Regions from separate parts of the Danio rerio genome. Here all the other regions are linked to region 2. Evidence: chromatin contacts called from public Hi-C and Micro-C data. All regions are on one chromosome and are shown on one strand. Each heading gives the region's core, a stretch centred on a gene start, on an enhancer-like site or on the middle of the called end of the contact. The rest is flanking DNA. Distances are from core to core; before and after follow the strand shown. Region 1 holds the start of magi1b (membrane associated guanylate kinase, WW and PDZ domain containing 1b). Region 2 overlaps magi1b (membrane associated guanylate kinase, WW and PDZ domain containing 1b). Region 3 holds the start of phtf1 (putative homeodomain transcription factor 1).

Region 1 (3,113 bases), core at 555-3,054, 150 kb before region 2:
TACTTACAATTTACTACATATACAATAGTTCAAATTTGAAGTGGATCCAGATCAAACAATAGACTCTTTTATCAAGACTGACTATGTTCACATGGACATCAGTAATCCAATTATTTACCTTAATCTGAATAAGCAATAATATGATTAAGGTGTTTACACGAGTTACTTTGTGAATGTTCCTTTTATGATCCTGTCTTACATGTTACAGCACAAAGATCGATAAACGTTGTTGCATCATCATGCTATCCACGTTTCCTCTGGAGTTTCATGTAATTTCAGATGTTTCATTTTTAATATTTCGGCTTTTACTGTAGTTAGGCAGTTTCAGTTTCATTCAGAAACATTTCATTCATGCCCCCGGTGACAAACTGAGGTATTGGATGTGTTTATGAATTAAAGAATGTTGGAAGTTTTAATGAAATTGGATACCGCATGCCGAATGAGAGAAAAAAAAACCTTTGCATTTCGTGGGATGTGTGTCTGTAGTCCTTTATTGACTCAATAGATGTGGAGAATAGTGTCATACAGCTTTGTGTGTATAGAATATACTGCCGAAAAACATGGTGAAAAATCCTCTGTTTACATGGTAAACTCTTAATCAGAGTTTTGTCTTAATCATATCAAAATTTGATTACTGGTGGCCATGTAAAGGAACTCAGTGTTATAATGTCTTTAATGGTCATCAGCATCTTAAATACTTGAAAGTTTTTAATATTTTAATAAAAAAAGCATATTAACATTTATATTTATTTATGTATGTTTTCTATCATCTTTGCATCAAATGATAAAATAGGAATTACCGCTTATGCAGATGTTTGAAATGCAGTGTATAGTGTATAGGCAGAACAGCAAATTTGATGCTTTCTCTTCTGTCTGTCATTATCACATAGTTTTTTTTTCTATTTTCTGAAAGTCTTGAAAACATCATTGCCAATTTTTATATTATTTTAGCAAATAGGATTGTATATATAAAAAAATTGTTGTACACTCCCATTCACTGTGCTCTAAGTTTATCCACTAAGACTTCTGCTACTGAGAAACTCGAAAATCTGAAAAGGGTTCATAGTTTTAGGACAATTTTGAAATTGTTTTGATTCACTTTAAATGTTGACTGTATAATTTAAATGAACCCTCATTCCAGTAAGAATCTTCAAGAGGATAAAACCAAGAATTTAGTAAATAATCTTCAAATAGACAATAGACAAATGGAAATTCTATTTGTAATGAATCATGATTTATTTTGGTAAGAGTTTGGAAAATAAGAAATTTTTTCGGACATCAAACATGATAGGCAGGTCGAACATGACTGACAAGGATTCATGTGGGATGAACGCTTACGCCAGGCTAAATTTCTTCACAAAGCAACAGTCTGGGCAAACAGACAAAACTGGTTGTGCAACAAATTGAGGAACGAATATTTATCTTTTTAAACAGCAAGTTTCACAAAAAAAAAAACCAAAAATCTTTCATGATTTTCAGCTCACACCTTGAATCTGGATATGTTTTCAATTAATGTCATTAACCAGTTTTAGATGCTGATAATAGCCTTGTATAAAGTCCAGGTGCGATTATTCATGGAGTATGTTTAAATTTATTTACTTGGAGGGCCTTTGAAGATTTATATGGGGAGAGACATTTAATCAAGAGTTTCCAGAAATCGGCTTAGGTTCGTAAATATGATTTCTTTCGTGACGGGCTTTAGGACCTGGTGACGTGCGCAGTGAGGATTGCCTTCAGGAGTCCGAAGGGAAATAATGCGCATGCGCTCCAGTGACATTCGCTCCATCCCGAGTCGCGAGCAGGCAGAACAGGATGAAATGTATCAAAACAGACGTCAAACGCTGTACCTGTTTAAAGGAGCCGTGAACCAGGAGGAAACGCTCGCTAACACTGCCTGTGTGCCAAAGAAAACTGCTGGAATGGTACTTTAAGTGTTTAAGAAACCGCTAAACTATTTTGAAAACAACTTCAGACTTGAAGAAGTGTATTTAAAGAGGTTTATGAAATGAAAAGGCAAGCAGATGCGCGCAACCGAGAATATTAAAGCGCGAGGATGAGGAAAACAATACGGGCTAATTAAGGAAGCGGTCGGAGTGGGAATTTCATTTAGTGAAGAGCCGGACAATGGCTTGATTTTGTTTTTGTTGAGCTTTTTCTTGGATCTTTTGGGGCTGCGAAGACGCTGCATTCATGACTGAGCGGACGGAGAAGAAAGTTTACCGCGTGGGATATTTCATTTTATGAAAGTGTTTCGTTTTGTCGTCTGTCAGCGGAGCCACCTGTTTCTGTGCGGATTTTATTGATTCATCATGTCCAAAGTGGTACAGAAGAAGAATCACTGGACCACCAAAGTTAACGAGTGCTCGGTCTCCAAGGACGCCCGTGGCGAGCTGAACGTGCAGCTGCTCGGTGGCGCGGAGAACGGAGAGTTCGCCTATATCGGACACGTTAACGAGACCGCCGTACAGTATAGAAATGGGAAAGTGTCCGAGGGGGAATTACTGCTGGAAGTGGAGACGCTTTCTGTCTCTGGATTGCCGCTGTATGATGTGCTGACAGTGATCAAGAACTGCAAAGGACCTATAAGGTTAAAAACTGTGAGGCAAGGTAAGCAGAGCGATTCCCCTTCACTTTTGTTTGGTTTGTGTGATGCATTTCATGTAAACAAGCCATTGAGGAACTGTTTCCTAAAATTAGCCGGGTATTATTTATTTATTTATTTATTTATTTATTTATTTATTTATTTATTTATTTTCACATGTTCACTAAATATAGGCTTGGCGACTTGGTTTGTTGGCTAATAGGCCTGTATTTATAAAAATATTTATTCATGTTTGCATGTGACTGCATAGGGCTAGTGGTTGTTAAGAAGCATGCTTTTATTTTAAAATTTCTTAATTTGTGTTATTTCATAATGTGTTTTCCTTTACTTTTATTACTTTTACTTTTATAACTACATTTTTATTTAGTTTATCTTTTAATTCTGTATTTTTATTTGTTATGTTAGTGGGGGTGATAGGAGGTGTAGTTGTTATTATTTTTCATGTCCAATAACATAATATGATATGAATAGATAAACAATTATTTGTGATAAATATTTTAGTTCTTTTGAT
Region 2 (2,875 bases), core at 356-2,855:
ATTAACTCTATTTAATCATTAATATGGTTTAATTATCTTCTCTAAAATAACATTTGCTTTTAAAATAGATTTTAACTTTAACTTTTGGGCTTTAAAATAGTTTTTTTCAGCATTTACCCTTGTGTAAGTCTGAAATTTTATTCATTATAGTCTTAAATTTGACTTGAAACCTGTAGAAACCCTGTATATTATTATTTATTTATTTATTTTTATTTTTATCAGGATCCCCATTAGCCACTAACAAGGTAGCTATTCTTCCTGGGGTCCATCGAGCACAGAACAAAATGACATTAATTCATAACAACAAAGTGCAATAAAAACAAACAAAAAAACAAATTCATACATAACATCCAGATCAACAATCCACTTAATATTGTGCTATTAAATATTTTTTCAACAATTTTTTAAAGCCTCATTTTACTTGTTACAAAGCATGTAATGTCTGAAGGCATTCATTCCATGTTTTCATTCCTCTATAAACGGTGGAAGTCCGAATCATTAGTCCCCCTTTGATTCCTAAATGATGCTTAACAGGGCAAAGAAACTTTCACAGGATGAGTGATAATATTTTTTCTTCTGGAGAAAGTCTTTTTTTTATTTAGGCTAGAATAAAAGCAGTTATAAGTTTTTTAAAAACCATTTTAAGGACAATATTACTAACCCCTTTAGATTTTTCCGATAGTCTACAGAACAAACCATCGTTATAAAATAACCTAATTTGCCTAATTAACCTAGTTAAGGCTTTACATGTCTCTTTAAGCTGTATAGAAGTGTCTTTAAAAGTATGTAGTAAAATATAATTTACTGTCATCATGGCAAAGATAAAATAAATCAGTGATTAGAAATGAGTTGAAATGTGAGGATGATAAATCTGGTCTAAACTCTCAAAATCGAGTGTTTTGAAATGTGTTGAAACAATCTTCTTATCAATAAACAGAAATTGAATAAAAAAATAAACAGGGGGGCTAATAATTCTGACTTCAACTGTATTACAGTACAACATTTTTATTCTACAAATTCCACTTTTTCTGGCTGTTTGCAGTGTTTTTTGAATTATGAGGCACTAAAAGAAATTTGACTCAAACATGTTAAAAAATAAATGAAAATTGACAAATGAAATCTTATATTTAATAAAACACTTCCTCATTTGCAAACTTAAACATAGGATTTAAAAAAAATCAAATAATGTAATCAATCAACTGGGGAAATATAGTGACAACTATTATTTTGGAATCATCCTATCCACCCTATGTCTTTCCTTGAATTCTGCCAATATCCTCTTGTTTCTAGGTAACTATTATGGCACACCCAAGCCGCCTATTAAGCCCCCTAGTGGCAAAGTGATCACTGGCGATGCTCTTCAAGACAGCCTTCCCGGATCCCAGCCGTCCACCCCGCGTCGCACCAAGTCCTACAATGAGATGCAAAATGCTGGAATAGTGCCTACAGAGACTGAGGATGATGACGAGGTTCCTGAAATGAACAGCAGCTTCACAGGTCAGCACTGAGACGCTTTGTTTGCATTTGTGTCTGGCACATGGAGGAAGAGATGAGTGAGTGATGCCTCTTTGTTGCTTTTCCTCTTCCTTCGCCATTGCCCGTTCAGGAAGGAAAGGGGGAAAGAGCGCCATCTGGCTGTGGCGGAGGGGTTTGTTTGTGTTAGAAAGCAGCAAGATGGACTCTAGCTGTCCTTATGTATTGATCGGACAGTTATGCGATGCCAACTTTCACAACAGTGTTGAATGAGGTGCATTTTTTGTGTCGAACTGAGGTGTTTACAGGCTTGCGGTCTGATTACTAATAGGCAACAGTAAGTACAGATTGTGGAAATGGTTAAACATTAAAGTAGGTGCATTTCGTTGTTTTGAAATGCAAATTAATGGCCCTGTTTGCAACTGGTAAGATGTGTTTTTGTTCATGAGATTTAATGCTGGTTTTACTGATTTTTCTGACCGCTTTTGATTACTTTGGCATTGTCACCTGGTATTAGATGGATAGGGAGTTAATAATATGCCAAAACAATATGAATTTGAATTGTGTTAATTTGAATTATTGACAATTGACAAATCTGAATTTTCATATGACATTAAAAATCCTTTTGAATTTGAATTTCTTAATTTGAATTTGGGCGAGGCAGTGGCGCAGTAGGTAGTGCTGTCGCCTCACAGCAAGAAGGTCACTGGTTCGAATCTCGGCTCAGTTGGCGTTTCTGTGTGGAGTTTGGATGTTTTCCCTGCCTTCGCATGGGTTTCCTCCGGGTGCTCCATTTTCCCCCACAGTCCAAAGACATGCGATACAAGTGGATTGGGTAGGCTAAATTGTCCGTAGTGTATGAGTGTGTGTGTGAATGTGTATGTGGATGTTTCCCAGAGATGGGTTGCGGCTGGAAGGGCATCCGCTGCGTAAAAACTTGCTGGATGGGTTGGCGGTTCATTCCGCTGTGGCGTCCCCGGATTAATGGAGAGACTAAGCCGACTAGAAAATCTATGAATGAATTTGAATTTGTATTTCAAAACTTAAATATTGAACATCTGAAATTAAAAACAACTGAGTTTTTCAAGGCTGATTTTCTTTTATAGACGTATTTTCAAACTCATCGACTGCAGATGTCCCGTTTGTAAAAGTAAAGTTTCAAGTTTTCAAGATGAAGAAATTCAGACTGATTCAATAACCTAAAATTCAAAACCAGAAATTCAGATTGTGCAATTCAGATTCAGCAGACAGTAGGTCAGGGGTGATCAACGGTGAAGTGTAGATGATTACCGAAAAGTCAGATAAAAATTCTGATTTATTAAATTACAATTGTCAATAATTGAAATTAACACAATTTAAATTCAGATTGTTTTGGCATATTATTAGTTCCATAGAAGGATAG
Region 3 (3,087 bases), core at 489-2,988, 200 kb before region 2:
AGCAGATTCATACAGTTCTTTCACTTTAGGAGCTAATGCACTGATAAAACAAGCAGATGCACATCCTGTATTTTCCCAACTCTTCAGTAAAAAAGGTAATATTTGTCATTATTTTAGTTATCATTTGTCAAAAAATGTTGCTAAACTGTGAAAGAGATTCTTTTTAATTATTTGAAAGAAACACTGCTGTAAAGACACTAGTTTTACTGTCTAGAAGAGCATCGTACTATATAACAACGACTAATTTTATTACAAAACAAACAAAGTAAAATACAAACATTTATCAAGCTTAATAGGTTAGGTTTCCTTAACCTATACAATATCATTTTTAAATGTTCATTACAAGCAAATGTTTGGAATTGGTAAATGTTTAAATTTCTTAACCATATATACAGTAATATATATTTCCGTTTTATTTCATAACTGTAAAATTTGATACTCGAAAATATTTTTATTATAAATGTTGAAAACATTAGTGCTGCTTAATATTTCTGTACATTGATTGATACATACACACAAAAAAAATCAGAGCATTGATTTTTAAACAAAAATTTTGCAAAATTATAAATGTCTTAAGTGTCACTTTTGATAAGTTTATTGAATTTTAGCTGAATGAAAAGATTTCTTTAAAAAAATGTTAGTAACATGGTGTTACACACATTACATTTGATTATGGTTAGTTTTATGATTGTAATACTTGCACAATTCTGAATAAGAATAAAATAACACATTGAATATTAAAAAAATGGTTGTCATCTACAGTATTTATTTGACAGTTTCTATTGAATCTGACCTGGTTTACAGCCTGTATCAAGTATACACTCACAAAAATAAAGGTACAAAAGCGGTCATAGGATCTGGATCAGTTCATTTTTGTACATTTAGGTGCCAATATGTACACTAATAACACACCAGTATGGACGCTTTTGCACCTTTATTTCTAAGCAATGACAACAGATTTAGGAGCTAAACCTGTATGGCAACTCACCTCTTACTAGATCGACATCAATGAGATCTGGCTTAATATGGCCAGTCTTTTTAAGTTTGTTTCCAAAGCCCTGTTCAAACGGAAGAGTTTCACAAATCTGATTGCACACATTTTACACAATAGCAACAACAACAAATACATCTATATTTCAAAAACAAATTACCTTAAACTCAGTCTGTTCCAGTGATTTTTCCCAAATCTGTTGATCATAAGCTCCAATCTTTGACAAGAACACGACAGACATTTTAACTCCTTTCTAAAAACAACCTCTGTTTACCTGACAGGTATAGACACACTCACTTTTTTCTGATACCATGCTATTCCTGCCATATTTGAAATACATTAGCTCAGCTCATCTCAGACAGCAGTGTGGTTCACTGGAAATTCCATTCCTCGAAAGAGCAAGACATTCAAGTGTATGTCATTATCGTTGACATTAAAAAGAAAACGCCTGCAAGCAGTATGCTGTACACATAATAGGAAGCGACTCATCAAGAACAAATACAGCGAGCGGGCGTGTTTCAAAAACTAGAACGCCGCCTACCTAGACAGCACACGACAGTTATTGATAAAGTTGCTGTAGTTTTAGGTCTCGTGACGTAATATAATATTAAACTTACCTGAAGCTCAATAAACTGTAGTTTCCTCAGAAGTGCGTGAGGAGTTTTGTCAACATTTTCTGCTGAAGCTGAAACAAACCTCGCCCCCCTTCACCAAAACTATCTGACGCTACATCATCAACAGCTCTGGAAGATGTACAAACAGCCGTCTAAAGTTGTGAGCTGTCTTTATTTGACGTCAAACCAGAAAATCTTTAATTCGGCTCGATCAGGTCGGCCGTTGAAATAAGATGTTGTAAAAGAGAAGTGATTGTTAAAGTTCCCACTCTCATCAACGACGCTGCTGCTGCTGGCAGAGACGACAAGTGTGTGAAGCAAGAGATTACGACACAGCAGCCGCAAATGGCGGAAGTACATGGCGTACAAAATAAACTGCGGTAAAAGTGTGGAATATTTAACAAAACAAACAACAAATAAATATAAAACAGACAACAATAAAAAGATAATTTAATAAACCATGCAACAAAAAGGCAAAAAAGAACAAAATCCAAAAAAAAAAAATGCATTGTTCTTTGGTTGTGGTTGTTGTGGACAGCTTATTCACAAACATTCATATTCTTTACATTCTATTCACTGGTCAGATCTCTGGCGTTTTTATCTATAAGAGTATTTTACATTTATTAACATAAAACATTTTATTAAAATTAAATTGAATAGAATAACAATATTGCACATGATTTTTCCTAATGAAACAAAATCATATTGTTTTTTTAATGTATGTGCAGGGCAGTGATGGACCTACAAGTGTCGTTTGAAAGTGGAATTGTATTTACCTTGTGTTTACAATAGCAAAAATAACATTGAGGAGACAGCAGTTTAATTGATTAGTTAAAATTGATTTTGATTTGATTGATTGATTAATTAAAATTTCCACAAATATCAAGTTAAAAACACCCGGTAGGTGGCGGCAGAACACTCTTAATTCATTCAAATAGAAAAAAGAACCAAACAAATGTGTATGGATCAGGGAATAATTAATGACACTGATTTCATTTATAGATGACAAACATACCGGGTTATATAGGAAGATTTAATAAAGACTTTTACTCTGCTGGACCTTTTTCATATTTAATCGATAATATAAATTTATATTCATTCAAAGTAGAACATTAACCCATTTGTGCTCAAATCGTTAAAATTGTTTTCATGCAGATATCCTTGTTAACATTGTTAGTGTCAAACAGCCTAACCATGTAAAAAAGCTGCAGTAGGCAATACCTATGTCTGTATGGACAGCTGGGCTTAAGGTAGGAACTGAATTTGTTCGTAGTTTTGTGTTTTTCTGTAGTGATTCTGCATTTTAACAGCGATGTTCATTATTCTCTGTGTTATTTTAAATCTTTGTGGGAAAGAGACCAGTAGGAGAAGTTAATTTTACAATTTTGCTGTGTTTCAACTTGTGTATAAAAAGTCTACTTTAAAGTAAAGATATTAGTTAAAGGGTTATTTTTTAAAGGGGTTATTATGAAAGCAAAAAAA

The links. Hi-C and Micro-C count contacts between places; a contact is called where the count stands out from the background.
Region 1: a contact with region 2 is called in a Hi-C map of an unstated tissue, with 3 times the contacts expected there. The contact joins the promoter of magi1b here to the enhancer-like site in region 2. A contact is called at or near these places in 2 of 18 Hi-C or Micro-C datasets (caudal fin and an unstated tissue).
Region 3: a Micro-C map of caudal fin shows a contact between it and region 2, with 20 times the contacts expected there. The contact joins the promoter of phtf1 here to the enhancer-like site in region 2. A contact is called at or near these places in 3 of 18 Hi-C or Micro-C datasets (caudal fin, hematopoietic stem cells and an unstated tissue) and 1 of 4 datasets of contacts at active chromatin or transcription factors (gastrula embryo).

The regions. Positions count from the first base shown.
Region 1 is chr11:20,964,458-20,967,570 of GRCz12tu, forward strand. magi1b (membrane associated guanylate kinase, WW and PDZ domain containing 1b) reads left to right here and starts at 1,805. Exons shown (of 22, transcript NM_001007063.2): 1 at 1,805-2,607. The coding sequence starts at 2,310.
Region 2 is chr11:21,110,331-21,113,205 of GRCz12tu, forward strand. magi1b (membrane associated guanylate kinase, WW and PDZ domain containing 1b) reads left to right here. Exons shown (of 22, transcript NM_001007063.2): 4 at 1,291-1,497. Among named protein-coding and RNA genes, the nearest start is that of rhol, 78 kb to the right of the region's middle. Within about 2 kb of position 1,606, at least 21 of the 62 cell types and tissues checked have an H3K27ac peak or open chromatin away from gene starts, as enhancers often do. A contact at or near this core is called in caudal fin and gastrula embryo, where this site is marked.
Region 3 is chr11:20,910,363-20,913,449 of GRCz12tu, forward strand. phtf1 (putative homeodomain transcription factor 1) reads right to left here and starts at 1,739. Exons shown (of 17, transcript NM_001114429.1): 1 at 1,609-1,739; 2 at 1,289-1,380; 3 at 1,152-1,208; 4 at 989-1,058. The coding sequence starts at 1,318.